Regions from separate parts of the Phocoena phocoena genome. Here region 1 is linked to region 2. Evidence: chromatin contacts called from public Hi-C data. All regions are on one chromosome and are shown on one strand. The core of a region is the stretch at or near the end of the contact, and the rest is flanking DNA. Distances in the headings are between cores, read along the strand shown. Region 1 holds the start of UBE2K (ubiquitin conjugating enzyme E2 K). Region 2 holds the start of PDS5A (PDS5 cohesin associated factor A).

Region 1 (5,958 bases), core at 1,504-4,003, 240 kb after region 2:
ATTTCTCATTAATCCTTTCACCTATACAGACAAATACACCTATTCTCCCACTTCTGATACAAATGGTGGCCTCCTCCCACTATTCTGCACTGTGCTTTTCACATTTATCTTGGAGGCTATATTTTAACTAACAACACACTCCAACAGTGGCCACTTACTTCTTATGGCCAGAATTCAGCAAATGTCAGCTATCTTTACTAAGGCACTTAAAAGGGGGGAAAAAAATCCTTAAAATCAATCAGGAGTCTTAGTAAACACAAGCATATGAAATAAACTTTGGTAAAATGGAGATTTACATGAGGAAATACTTGATTAACTGACCAGCCACTCAAATACTGCATTTACCTACATAAAAAGGAAACACGTGGACTGTACTACAAGTTCTTCAATGAGTTGAAAATAATCAACATAATCCACTTATAGAACTGGACCTAGTAAAATATCAATTAAATAAAATATTGGCGAAAATAAAGCTATTTACTGGTTATATATTCCAATATCTGACCCTTTCCTAAATGTTCTTTTCACTTACTTTCCGGAATAAGTTTCATTCCAGATTTATAAAGGTACTGTCCTTAAAAAGATAAATTTTCCTGTTTGTATTTTCTGTTTTCTTCCTCTGAAACACTATGTCACTTGAAGCAAGGCTTCATCATCCCTTACTCAATATAGAGCTGTATTATTTTAACAATATGTATTACTATAGCAATACAAGATTTCTTTTAAGAATCAATTTAAGTACTAAGAATATCATGGTGAAAAGTCAACTCACATAATGCAGAGACTATATGAATTATGAGAGCAGTAACTTACCACTTTTAATTAATAGAAAATAACGCATTAAAGTCTTATATTAAGTGTCAGGCTTGTACAACCGTATCATAGAAGAAATGTTTTAGGCTACTGGCAACAATATTAGCTGCAAACTTTCATTAGGAAGATATATGTCAACTGTCCTGGAATATATTTTCTTTTTAGAGAAAAACTTAGAATCACTGTTTCACTGTATATCAGTACAGGCATTTACGACTCTTTTTCTGCACTGTACCACAAAAATACAAAGTCATCCTTCCATTCAGAGTTTTGGCACTTGAACAAATACAGAGGTCAGAGTACATACACATGCTCTGTAAAACCAATCATTACTTATATACTATTACATTCAGTAAATCTGCTAGGATTTGGCATTTTTAAATAATTTTAAAGAATTTTCTCCATGTCTAACTGGAAAAATACATAATCACTTTAGACTCAAAGTTCAACTGCTATCAGACTTATGTTAATAACTCATCACATACTTAGAATGCTGAATTTCACAAAGCATTAAGATCATTAAAGTACCAATGTAAGAGTAAAGTACAAATGGCAATAATACATCCAATAATGATATGTGACATCTTGAAAATAACGAGTCAGTATTTTTAATCTCTCTTTGTTGAATCCAAGGAGGAAAACAACCTAGCATTCTTCTTGATTTGGGTATGAAAAAAAAAACTGTACTGATTCGTTCATAATTTTGAGTCAAATTACTAAAACACTTTAAATATCTTACATTAATAAGTGCGGCTAATACAAGAGTATCTAAAATTTCCAAAGGACTCAAGAGCAGGTTAAGACAAAATTTTTTTTAATCATTTCAGATATAAATATGTTGGGATTAACCTACTTACTTAAAAAGGAAATATAACAATGTATTAATCTGCTGAAACCTCATGTTTTTTAATAGGGATGTTCTTCAAAAGTAAGAATCAAGTTAACTATGAGGGACATCATAATGAAGTTAACTATGAGGGACATCATAGTGAAGTTTCATGGCACAACACAACATTGTCACAGAGGCACTGTCTTGGGACACTCTGTAACTTGTAGACAGTATTTTGAAATAAGCTTCTCGTACACTCCATTATTTTATCCTAATCCTAGCTAAAAATATTTAAATGCCTTTAAAACACCAAACAACTTGCCTTTACCCAGTCAAAAAGCTTTAGATGTCAATCGAAAAGAGGCCTAGATGTCGGGGTAAGTAGAAATGAGATAACGGTCTAATATGGAATTAATTTCCTATCTCAGGTGAAAATTCCCTTATCCCCCCGCCCACTCAAAGAAGACAGCACCCCATTATGCCTTCTCTTCTCTCCCAATACCGAACTGAGAGGGAGTAACTCTGAACGTCCTTCTTTCATCAATACCTAAGGACTCGCACCGCTCCTCCCTTAAGGAAAGGACCGTGGCGGCCAGACCAGTTATAACCCAGAATACCCTTAAAAAGAGTGGGCCTTTGGGCAGCGCGGTTCTCCGGATCCAGTTACCACCTTTCCCCTTCCCCCAACCCACTTCCCGGGCTTTCTCAGGCTCGGCCTGCTCCCTCCCCACCCTACAGCCACACTTCCAGCTGTTGCCACTGCCTTGGGGCTCTCTCTAGAGCTCACACCCCGCCGATAAGCGCCCCTCCTCCATCCGCCCCCCTAGCTGTATTCCTCCCGAAACCACCCGCCCGCGAGACCGTCCATCCCAGGGCGCTGGGAGGGAGGGGAAAACGGCGGAAGGAGGGGGAGACTGCTGCTTCCCCACAAGCAGAAGGGTGGCAGCAAAGCAGGCCACGCGGGGGTTACCAGGGATATTGGGGTCGCCACTGGAAGGGCCCTCCCGCCCTGGGCTGGGGTGGGGGACGTCCGGGAGTTCATTTCTGACCTCCTCGCTCTTCAGCACCTCCTTGAACTCCCGCTTGATTCGCTGCACCGCGATGTTGGCCATGTCTCCGCCCGCAGCTGATTCGTACCCGCCTCCTCCGCCACCGTTACGACCACCGCCACCGCCGCCACCTCTTCCTCCACCGCCTCCTCCCTCTGAGAGTCACACCGGTGCACACGAACGCGGCCAACGCCACCCCTGCCGCCGCGCTCTCCTGAGCGTGGAATCACCTCCGCGCCCGGCCACCAAAATGGCGCCGGGTCCGCGCATGCGCACGACGCTGACCCGGCCGGGCGGCGCAGCCGCTGCCGTCGTAGCCCCTTACGCCACAGTCGCGAACCCGCGCAGCGCTGCGCCGCGCCTCGCGTCTCTGCCCGAGCTGCGGCCGCGTGGCTCCGCCCTGCCGGCGTTTGGGGCCAGGAAGGTGCGGCTTCTGCGCCGGCCGGCGCTACCCAGGCCTACCCGGTCTTCTCCGGCGCCTCCTCCTCTGTACGAACCAATGTGATATGGTCGAGGCTTCCAGAATTTAGCCTCTAACCGAAGGTTCGAATCCAACCTGACCGGTTCCCGCGGCCCCACTCCGCTCAGAGCGCCGCCCTGACTCAGCCAGACCCAGAACCCCCGGGATTAATGTAGTCGTGTGTGTCTAGTGTCTGAAAACACTGTCCCGGAACTCAGTCCGGCCCATTTTCTATTGGTAAAGAAAATCTACTGCGGTTCGTTTTTGTTCTGAAGCCATTATAATACTGTTACTACAATCAGCCCAGGATCTTTCCAGGTATAACAAATCATTAAATTAAGTATGGTCATTGTTGGGTCTCAGTTGTATCTAAGACCGCTTACTCCACGGAGATGTCTGAGAGTTCAGAAGCCGGATGTTGATCTTTGACCTACTTAGATAATTCATGCCAAGCCGTGGAACTAAAACCATAGTTTTTAAACTTGAATGTACATCAGAATCCCTGGAGAGCTTGTTTAAAAACAAACAAAAAAAAGATTGCTGGAGTGTAGTGTGGGCCTAATAATTTGCATTTTTAACAAGTTCCCAGGTGATTCTGCTCCTGCTGCTGGTTCAGGGACCACCCTATGAGAACCACTGAACTAAGCCCTGTAAAAATAGTTTATAAAGTGAACAATGGAGAAATAGTTGCTTCTTGGGGACGAAGGGCAGCTTCTGTAACCCTAGGGTCTACAACAGTGTCTGGAGCTAGTAGGCAGTCAATAAATATTGAATGAATAAATGAGTAAAGATAAGAGTAAAATGTTTTAAGTGGAAAGTAAATTTGAAAGTGGTTGCTAGGGCTTCCAGTAACTAATATGGTTTTGATGCTGAGGGATGCTTTGAATAGAGAACATTTTATAATAAGTAATAACGTTTATTTAGAAGTTTATATTTCTTGCATTTCGTTCACCTAACCAATCAGTAAAGTGTCCTATTAGAAGAATATCATAAATACACCGTCTTAGCAAAAATTACCAAAATTGTGGCAGTAGAAAAGAAAATAGCCACTGGGGGTGAATCATTCAGTGGAGGCACATGGCAAAAAAGAATTTATTGAACTCCTGCCGCGGGAACCAAGAGAGGATTTTAAATTCCAGCTCTCCTCCATACCAGCTTTCTCGGCCAAACTTGGTTTCCTCTTCTGCAAAATAAGGAAGCTGGATGAGATGATCTCTTTCAAGTTTTAAGAGTTTAGAAATCTAAAACATCATCTCGAAACATTCCCGTAAATGGACTAATTAACTGTAAAACCCTTCCAGCAGAGCCCCCTAGTGGTCCTAACAGGAACCGACTATACATGTGGGTCATGGCCCAATAAATTATTGGTATAATGTATAAATCATGCAATGCTATGTGAATTTGTGCTAGTACATTAAAAATAGTAATTTCGAAGTGTGCAAAAATTTTTTGAATACTTTACATTTATCACCTTCATTCAGTCCCCAATATTAATCTTGGAACTTCAAAGAAATTTACAACACTCAAATCACTGGGAGACTAATTAGAAGGGTATGCTAATTTCTTTGGGGAAGAGAGGTTTGGTAATTTTTAAATGCACATAACCATTGGTCCTGAAATTCCACTTTCAGTCCATTTTTACAGTCCTTCCAGAGAATGAGGCAACTGCATATAAACTGACCTGAGACGATCCTCAAAATACATTCTAAGGGAAAAAGAGCATTATGCTAAAAGCAATGTGGTATCCTGGATTGGACCCTAGAACCAAAAGGACATAATTAGTGAAATCTGAATAAATTCTGTAATTTAGTTAGTAGTATTGTAGCAATGTTAATTTCCTAGTTTTGACATGGTACTATGATTATGTAAGATGCTAACAGTAGTAGAAGTGAGTAGAGTATACAAGATTCTCTAAAATTTTCTGTAAATACAAAATTATTCCAAAAGAAAAATTTTATTTAAAAAAGCCACTATTAAAAAAAAAAAAAAGCCACTATTCAGTCCAGATTGTGTGTAGTATACCATGAAGTATGTGATGGAAGAAAGGAATATGCTTGTGAATCCATAAAATATCACTGGAAAAATACATCAGAAACTGACAGCATCATTGTAAAACAACTATACCACAATGAAAATAAATAAATAAAAATGTACAGAACATTAAAAAGAAAAAAGAGAAACTGACAGCAGTGGTTATCTCTGAGAAAACAGCTTAAGTTCCTTGGGGAAGGCAAAGTGGGAGACTTTTCATCATGTATCCCATTGTAAATTTTATCTGTTCAAAACTAATTTTTAAAAAATGAGTTTCCAGTAATGCAGATTATAAGCTCTTCACTATTATGATCTAGTTCTGATTGCTTACTTCATTACATAATTAATTAGACAAATAATTATTGAATGCCTACTATGTGCCAGGCATAATCTAAGCCCTGGAGGCATACTAGTGAACAAGACCAAAAAACCCCGCGAATCATAAAAGGATTTGCATTCTAGCAAGGATAAGGAAAAATTCATCTCAAAGTATAGTCTGAAGGCACCTGGGGGGCCCCTGAGATGTCTTCAAGAGTCAATGTGCAATGCCCAAACTATTATCATAATAAAACTAAGATATTATTTGCCTTTTTACTGTGTTGACATATGCACTGATGATGTAGAAGCAGTAGTATGCAAAAAATTACTAGTAATAATTTTACTAATGCTATACACTCACTATTTGAAAATGCCAGTTTCACTTTAGAATGTCTTCAGTGAAGCAATAGAATTTTAAAATTTTATTTATTTTATTTTTATTTATTTTTGACTGCGTT
Region 2 (6,552 bases), core at 3,942-6,441:
CCCAATTCATCCTTTGAAACTACCACTCTGTTCAACATCTGTAGCATTCAGTGTGAACACAGTTTATCCTCTACCCTCATCTTCTGTCAATCACTCCTACAAACTTTTCACTCCAGAGCTGCACTGTCAAATATAGTAGCCACTAATGGCTGCTTAGATTTTTTAAAATTAAATTAAATTGAAAATTTAGTTCTTTCATTGTAGTAGCCACCTTTCAGGTGTTTTATACTGGTACCTACAGTATTGGACAATGCAAGTGTGGAACATTTCCACTGTTGCAGTGCCCTAGAGTTTGGATCTAGAATTTCTATGTAGGAAGAATTTGTGGTTGGTAGTATGATTGAAATGGGGGTTAGGGATTTGTCCTGAAGCTGCATTGGATGCCATTTGGTACATAGATTGTATGCTTGTACATTTGTATATGGGAGAGGGGCTGATGGAAATTAAGTGGGGGTAGAATAAGTCTCACAAAGCCAAGCTACTCTTTTATGCAACTATTGTTCTAATCACATCAAAGTCTTTTCCTCAAAAAGAATTTGCACTTAATTACCTCAAGGCTTTTTTTCACCTTGTGGTTATCTCTGTTAACTATTGCTCGCCCCACAAAAACTACTCACCACAACAACTCACCCTCCAATGCCCAGCCTCAAATGCCCCTTCCTTTGGGAAGTTCCCATAGCACCCCTTTCCGAGGCTCCCAGACAATATAATGTAAATCCCTGTTATAATATAAATCACACCCTTGCCTTGATTATGTTTCGTTATATGTCTGTGATTCCTCCATTAGACTCTGATACTGTCAAGATCAGGGACTTTGCCTTCTTGTTTTCTAAATATTTCCCCAGGGCCTAGTATAATGCCTTACCCACTGCAGGAGCTGAGTAACTGTTAAATTAACTTTTATTGATTTATTATTATTATTTATTTATTTATTTATTTTTTTCGCGGTACGCGGGCCTCTCACTGTTGTGGCCTCTCCCGTTGCAGAGCACAGGCTCCGGATGCGCAGGCCCAGCGGCCATGGCTCACGGGCCCAGCCGCTCCGCGCATGCAGGATCTTCCCAGACCGGGGCACGAACCCCCGTCCCCTGCATCGGCAGGCGGACTCCCAACCACTGTGCCACCAGGGAAGCCCTAAATTAACTTTTAAATAGCTTAGATTCTAAAAGACATTCTGACTCTCAATCTGTTCCAAGCACAGTCCTCCCCATCTCAGTTAGTGGTAACTTCATCCTTCTAGTTACACAGGTCAAAAACTTTGCTTTCTTGACTCCTCTCTTTTTCTTGTACCATTTTTCATCACTTCCACTGTTATTACCCAGTTCTTATTACCATCTCTCCTTGGGATTTTTGCAGTTGTCTTATACTTGGTTACCCTACTTTTACTTTTGCATCTCTACATTATTTTCAACCCAGCAGCTAGAGTGATTCTTTCATTTTACATATACTAAAAAATTATGTGGGGGCTTCCCTGGTGGTGCAGTGGTTGAGAGTCCGCCTTCCGATGCAGGGGACACGGGTTCGTGCCCCGGTCCAGGAAGATCCCACATGCCACGGAGCGGCTGGGCCCGTGAGCCATGGCTGCTGAGTCTGAGTGTCTGGAGCCTGTTCTCCACAACAGGAGAGGCCACAACAGTGAGAGGCCCGCATACCGCAAAAGGAAAAAAAAAAATTATGTGGAGCTTAGTATGTACCAGTTACTATTCTAGGCACTTTACAAATGTTAACTTATTTATCCCTCATAATGACCCTCTGAAATAGAAACTATTATCCTTGTTTTACAGATGAGGAAAATGAGGTACAGAAAAATTAATTTGTCAAAGGTTGCCTAGCACATAGAACATAAATCATATAATATCACTTCTCTTTTTAAAACACTTCCATCTCAGAGTACATGCCAAAGTCTTTCCAAAGGCCAAAGGCCTAAAAGGTTATATGTGGTCTGCATCTCACCCCTGCTTCTCTACTTTATTTTCTTCCATAGCAATTTATTTATTTTTTTTGTCTATCTCTCCCCAAACAAATTAAGCTCTACCACAACAGGTAGGGATTTTTGTCCACTTCCCCACCACAGATTTTTTTCTCAGTGCCCAAAACAATGCCTTGCATAATAGGCCCTCTTTAAATAATTGTTGCTCAAATGAATGTACCTCTTCTCATTTACACTAAGTGAAAACTTTTAAAAAAAGAAAGTAAAAACAAGAATTTCAGAATTCCTGAATTTTAGAATTATATAAATTCAACATTTTTATGTGTTATAATCCTTAGGGCTTACTATCCTATGAGTGTTTATAAAATCAAACAGTATCAAAAAAGTAATAAGTTGTATAAAATTAAAACTTATGGGTATATGCAAAACTCCATTTAATTATGGGTAAATTACTTAGAGCAAGAATGAAAACAAAAAGCAGCACTCTTTAGCTATTTAAATGTGACAGATTTTTAAAAATCATATGTGAGAGAAGAGCCTAAAAAGAGTGTAGGTTTTGGTCAATTTCATAGTTTGGATGAAGACAATCTTAAATGGATTCTGCCTGCTACTCTAAATGCCCAAGAACAAAGCTCTGACTTTTGGGCAGAGTTGTAGCAAATCAGCAACTGTGGTGTGTTAGATTCCAAGATGATTGTTCCCTTGTGGAATACCTGAAAAACAATTCAGTGAGGGCAGCACCTATATTTTTTTTTTTTAGAAAGAATTTTCAATATTTATTTGGTTGTGCTGGGTCTTAGTTGCAGCAGGCAGACTCCTTAGTTGCAGCATGCAAACTCTTAGTTGTGGCATGCATGTGGGATCTAGTTCCCTGACCAAGGATCAAACCCGGGCGCCCTGCATTGGGAGCGTGGAGTCCTATCCATGGCACCACCAGGGAAGTCCCAGCACCTATAATATTTTTAAGATCAAGCAAAGAATGTGGAAAAGACCGATGGATATCCATCAAGAATAATTTAAATAAATAATCGAATATAATTTTAAACTATGGTAGTGGTCAGTTTCAAGAGCTGCCTGCTATTTCACATTATTGTGTTCTTTTTTCAACTTCGTTTTCGGAAATTATGTACGTGCTTCTGAGGTTCATCTGCTTCAATTTTCTTTTATATTAAACTGCTCAAACACCACTGCATTGGGCTTTCCTTTGGATGAAAGAAAGTTATTCTTCGGTATACTTAACACTTAAAAAAAAATGAATTATTCCATATTCACAAGAGCCATCTATCTAATTTGTAAACACGCTTATTTCTGGATTCCAGTCTCATAGATCTTCATTCTCCAGGTTTGGGAGTGGAGTCCAGGATCCTACGTTTCAGACCTTTCTTTAAGAACTACTCGACTCAATGCTATTTTCATATTTTGCTGCTTTCAAAATACTAATTTTAGACATCTAAAGAGGGGAGGGCAAACTCTGGTGGCTGTCAGAAGGAACAAGAATGAGCGGCCCACGTTGTACCATGTTGCAAAACTTTTCCTCAGTTGGTAGATCCTCCGTCCCTGGGGAGGAAATCAGTTCATTTTCACCAAGTAATTCACCATTTTTCAACCATTTCCGTCCACGTCCCTCAGGATGAACCCCAAAAGTCATGAACTCATCTCCGCGGCATAAGATAAAGCCCTGTTCGTCCCGCTTGCCCTCACAGGGCCGCGGGGACCGGTTCGCTTCCCGCCAGCCGGGCTCCTCCTCCGCTCGCCTTTCGGGTCTAGTCCTCCCGGAGGCGTTCGCCGCGGCAGGTCTTGGCGCCAACCGGGTGGCGGCGCTGTCTGCCCCGCGCGCCACCGCCTCAGGCCCGAGGGAGGCGGAGGCACGGCCTGCGGAGGAAGGGGCGGGAGCGAGGCGCGCGCCCTTCTCTCGCGTGCTCCCGCACCGCTCGCGTGACCGACCGGTGGGTGCTAGAGGCGCCGGCTGCCCGGAGCACGGACTGCCGGGCGCGCGCCACTGCGAGGGGCGTCCGGGTCCGGGTTGGCGGACCCGGCCGGCGCGAGGTGCCGGCTGGCGGGCCCGGGGTTCCGGGGCGAACACACGAGCACACGCTCCCGGAGGAGCCTTTTCCGAGGCTGCTCTTCCTCGGCCAGACGGAGAGCGGCAGTGTCTCCCCGCCCAGCGCTCACTCGCCCCGCGTCTCCCCCCGCGGCGACTGCTCCTCCTCGGCACCGCCAGCCCCAGCGCCGCTCCGGGGCGGGCGGCGGCGGCGGCGGGACCGGCGGAGCCGCTTTGTGTGCAGCCCGGAGAGGGGCGGCGGCGCAACCACCTGACAGAGGCCCGGGCGCTCGATGCACCTTCCGCCCGCATGAAGAGGAGGTAAAGGCGGCGGCGGCTCGGCTCCCGCCCTCGGCTGGTGGAGGGAGGGGACGGAAGGGGAGACCGGAGCGGGTGGGGGGTGGGGGCGCGGGACCGAGGCCCGGCGGGGCTGCCCGGAGGTGCCGGTAAGGCCTCGGCGGCGCCGAGTGGCCGGGGGCGAGAGAAGCCGCCGGGGAGCCTCAGCCGAAGTTGAAGGAACAAAATGTGTGTGAAGTGCGGAGCCGCGTCAGCCGCTTCCTGGCTTGGGGTTCGGGGTGGAGGGCGGCTTGTTTTCCCCTCCCGCGGGGGTTGGGGAGCGGGACACGGGAGGGGCGGGAGCGTGGCGGGGACGCCTGGGGTTCAGCAGCTCTGCCCGGCAAGGGCGTTCGTCCCCGGGAGAAGCCGCTGCGTGTGGGTCCGGTTGGGTCCCTAGTTTTGAGGCCTAAGCCGAGCCCTATAGGCCTCGCGTCTCCTTTCCCGGAGGGGACCGGCCGGGCGGGGACTCGAGGCTTCTCTCTGACCGAGCGGGGGCTTTAGGGGTTTTGCCGGGCTCTCGAAGCCGCCAAACTTCGGACTTCGGTGTTTGGGGGTGGATTTCATTGTGAAAGGAGGACTGGGAAACTCCTGGCGCTGCCCGGGGCTTCCCGCGGCCGCCGGTGCCAGAGAGCCCAGTGGGCCCGGTGTTGGAAGGGCCCGCGTGGGTGGGCGCGGCGCGGCGGCCGCCAGGATCCAAGCCCCGGGAAGGAGCGGGTGGCGGGGCCGCCGCGAGTCCCCGGCCTCCCGGGAGAAAGGGCCCTTTGCAGATTAGAGATTTTTGAAATGAAAAAAGAGGTTACAAAGTCGTCCCTTTCCCGCTGAACTTTTGTTTTCTGACCGATAGAGGCCGGTAGAGGACTGTGAAAGAAAAGTTGTCCCCCAGGATGGACTTCTCGACCGCGCAGCCCAAGCCTGCCCCTGCCCTCTGTGGCGTTGTGAGTGCCGACGGGAAGATTTCTTACCCTCCGGGGGTAAAGGAGATCACCGACAAGATCACCACCGACGAAATGATCAAACGACTGAAGGTAAGCTCCTCTGGACCGAATGTTCACATTTCAGACGTTTGTGGTAGGAGGTGCTCTCTCCTGTGGTATTACAGCTCTGCTGGGCCTGGCCTTTAAGAGTTTCACTGACCAAGGCTTTTTTTTTTTTTTAGATATTTTACGTTTTCTTTTACCGCCTCTGAAAGGTATTGTTCTATCTTGGCTATATCTTTGGTGATTTCTGTTAGGGGCATAATCATTATGGGAAATTCGAAGGGTGTGTGTGATCTTTTTTAATCTTACTTTTTTTTAAAGTATAAGAATTCGAGTATTTTTTTAAGTTTTTTTTTTCTTTCTAGAAATATTTACGAGAATACTATGCAGAGTAGCTTGCAGCCTTAAAGGTAGGCAGTAATTTGCTTAGGAAGGTTTTCATCAACTTCTGAGGAGACTGATTTATCAAAGCACAAAAGGCATTTAAAAAATTATTACAATTTTCTAACATCCAGAAGCTTAAATATGTATATAGTATGGTTAAACTTTGACAGAAGATACTGACTTTTCATAATTTAGGCTTGAAGTAAGATGATGATTTATGTCCACATGTTCAGAGGGGTTTGTGTGTGTTTGTTTGTTTAAATATTTATTTATTTGGCTGTGCTGGGTCTTAAGTTGCGGCATGCGGGGATCTAGTTTCCTGACCAGAGATCAAACCTGCGCCCCTTGCATTGGGAGCACAGAGTCTTAACCACGACCACCAGGGAAGTCCCCAGAGGGGTTTTAAGAGAGAGTGATTATGGCTCTTTTTATGAGTCAGTGTATTTTTAAGCATGGTGGTCCTAATGTCAAGGTTGTAAGTTTCAGCCTTAGGTAAGTTAATTTTTTGCTTTTTGTTGCATGGACATAGATTGTGTATACAGCCTTACAAAGTAAGTGCTGTTCTTGTTAAGGGATCAGCTTGATGCAGTGTTTCTCAACCAGGACATGTTTGACCCCCAGGAGACATTTGGCAATGCTGAAGATGTTTTGGTTGTCACTATTGGGGCTGGATTGGAACAGGGTAAGACTGGAGACAGGGAGTCCAGCTAGGAAACTGTTAACAGTAGTCTAGGTCAGAGATGTTGAAATCATGAAGTAGGGCTATGATAGTGGGAATAGAGTGATAGGGAACGTTACAAGACACATTTCAGTGTTAGAATCAATCAGTGTTGGTGGGAGGTGAGGGAAGAAACGATGTTGACACTTTGCCAGTCTTTACCTTG

Evidence for each region. Hi-C and Micro-C count contacts between places; a contact is called where the count stands out from the background.
Region 1: a contact with region 2 is called in a Hi-C map of kidney, with 11 times the contacts expected there. The contact joins the promoter of UBE2K here to the promoter of PDS5A in region 2. A contact is called at or near these places in 2 of 2 Hi-C or Micro-C datasets (kidney and lung).

Annotation. Positions count from the first base shown.
Region 1 is chr5:74,995,898-75,001,855 of mPhoPho1.1, forward strand. UBE2K (ubiquitin conjugating enzyme E2 K) reads right to left here and starts at 2,754. Exons shown (of 7, transcript XM_065877568.1): 1 at 2,692-2,754.
Region 2 is chr5:74,757,894-74,764,445 of mPhoPho1.1, forward strand. PDS5A (PDS5 cohesin associated factor A) reads left to right here and starts at 5,192. Exons shown (of 31, transcript XM_065877521.1): 1 at 5,192-5,332. The coding sequence starts at 5,192.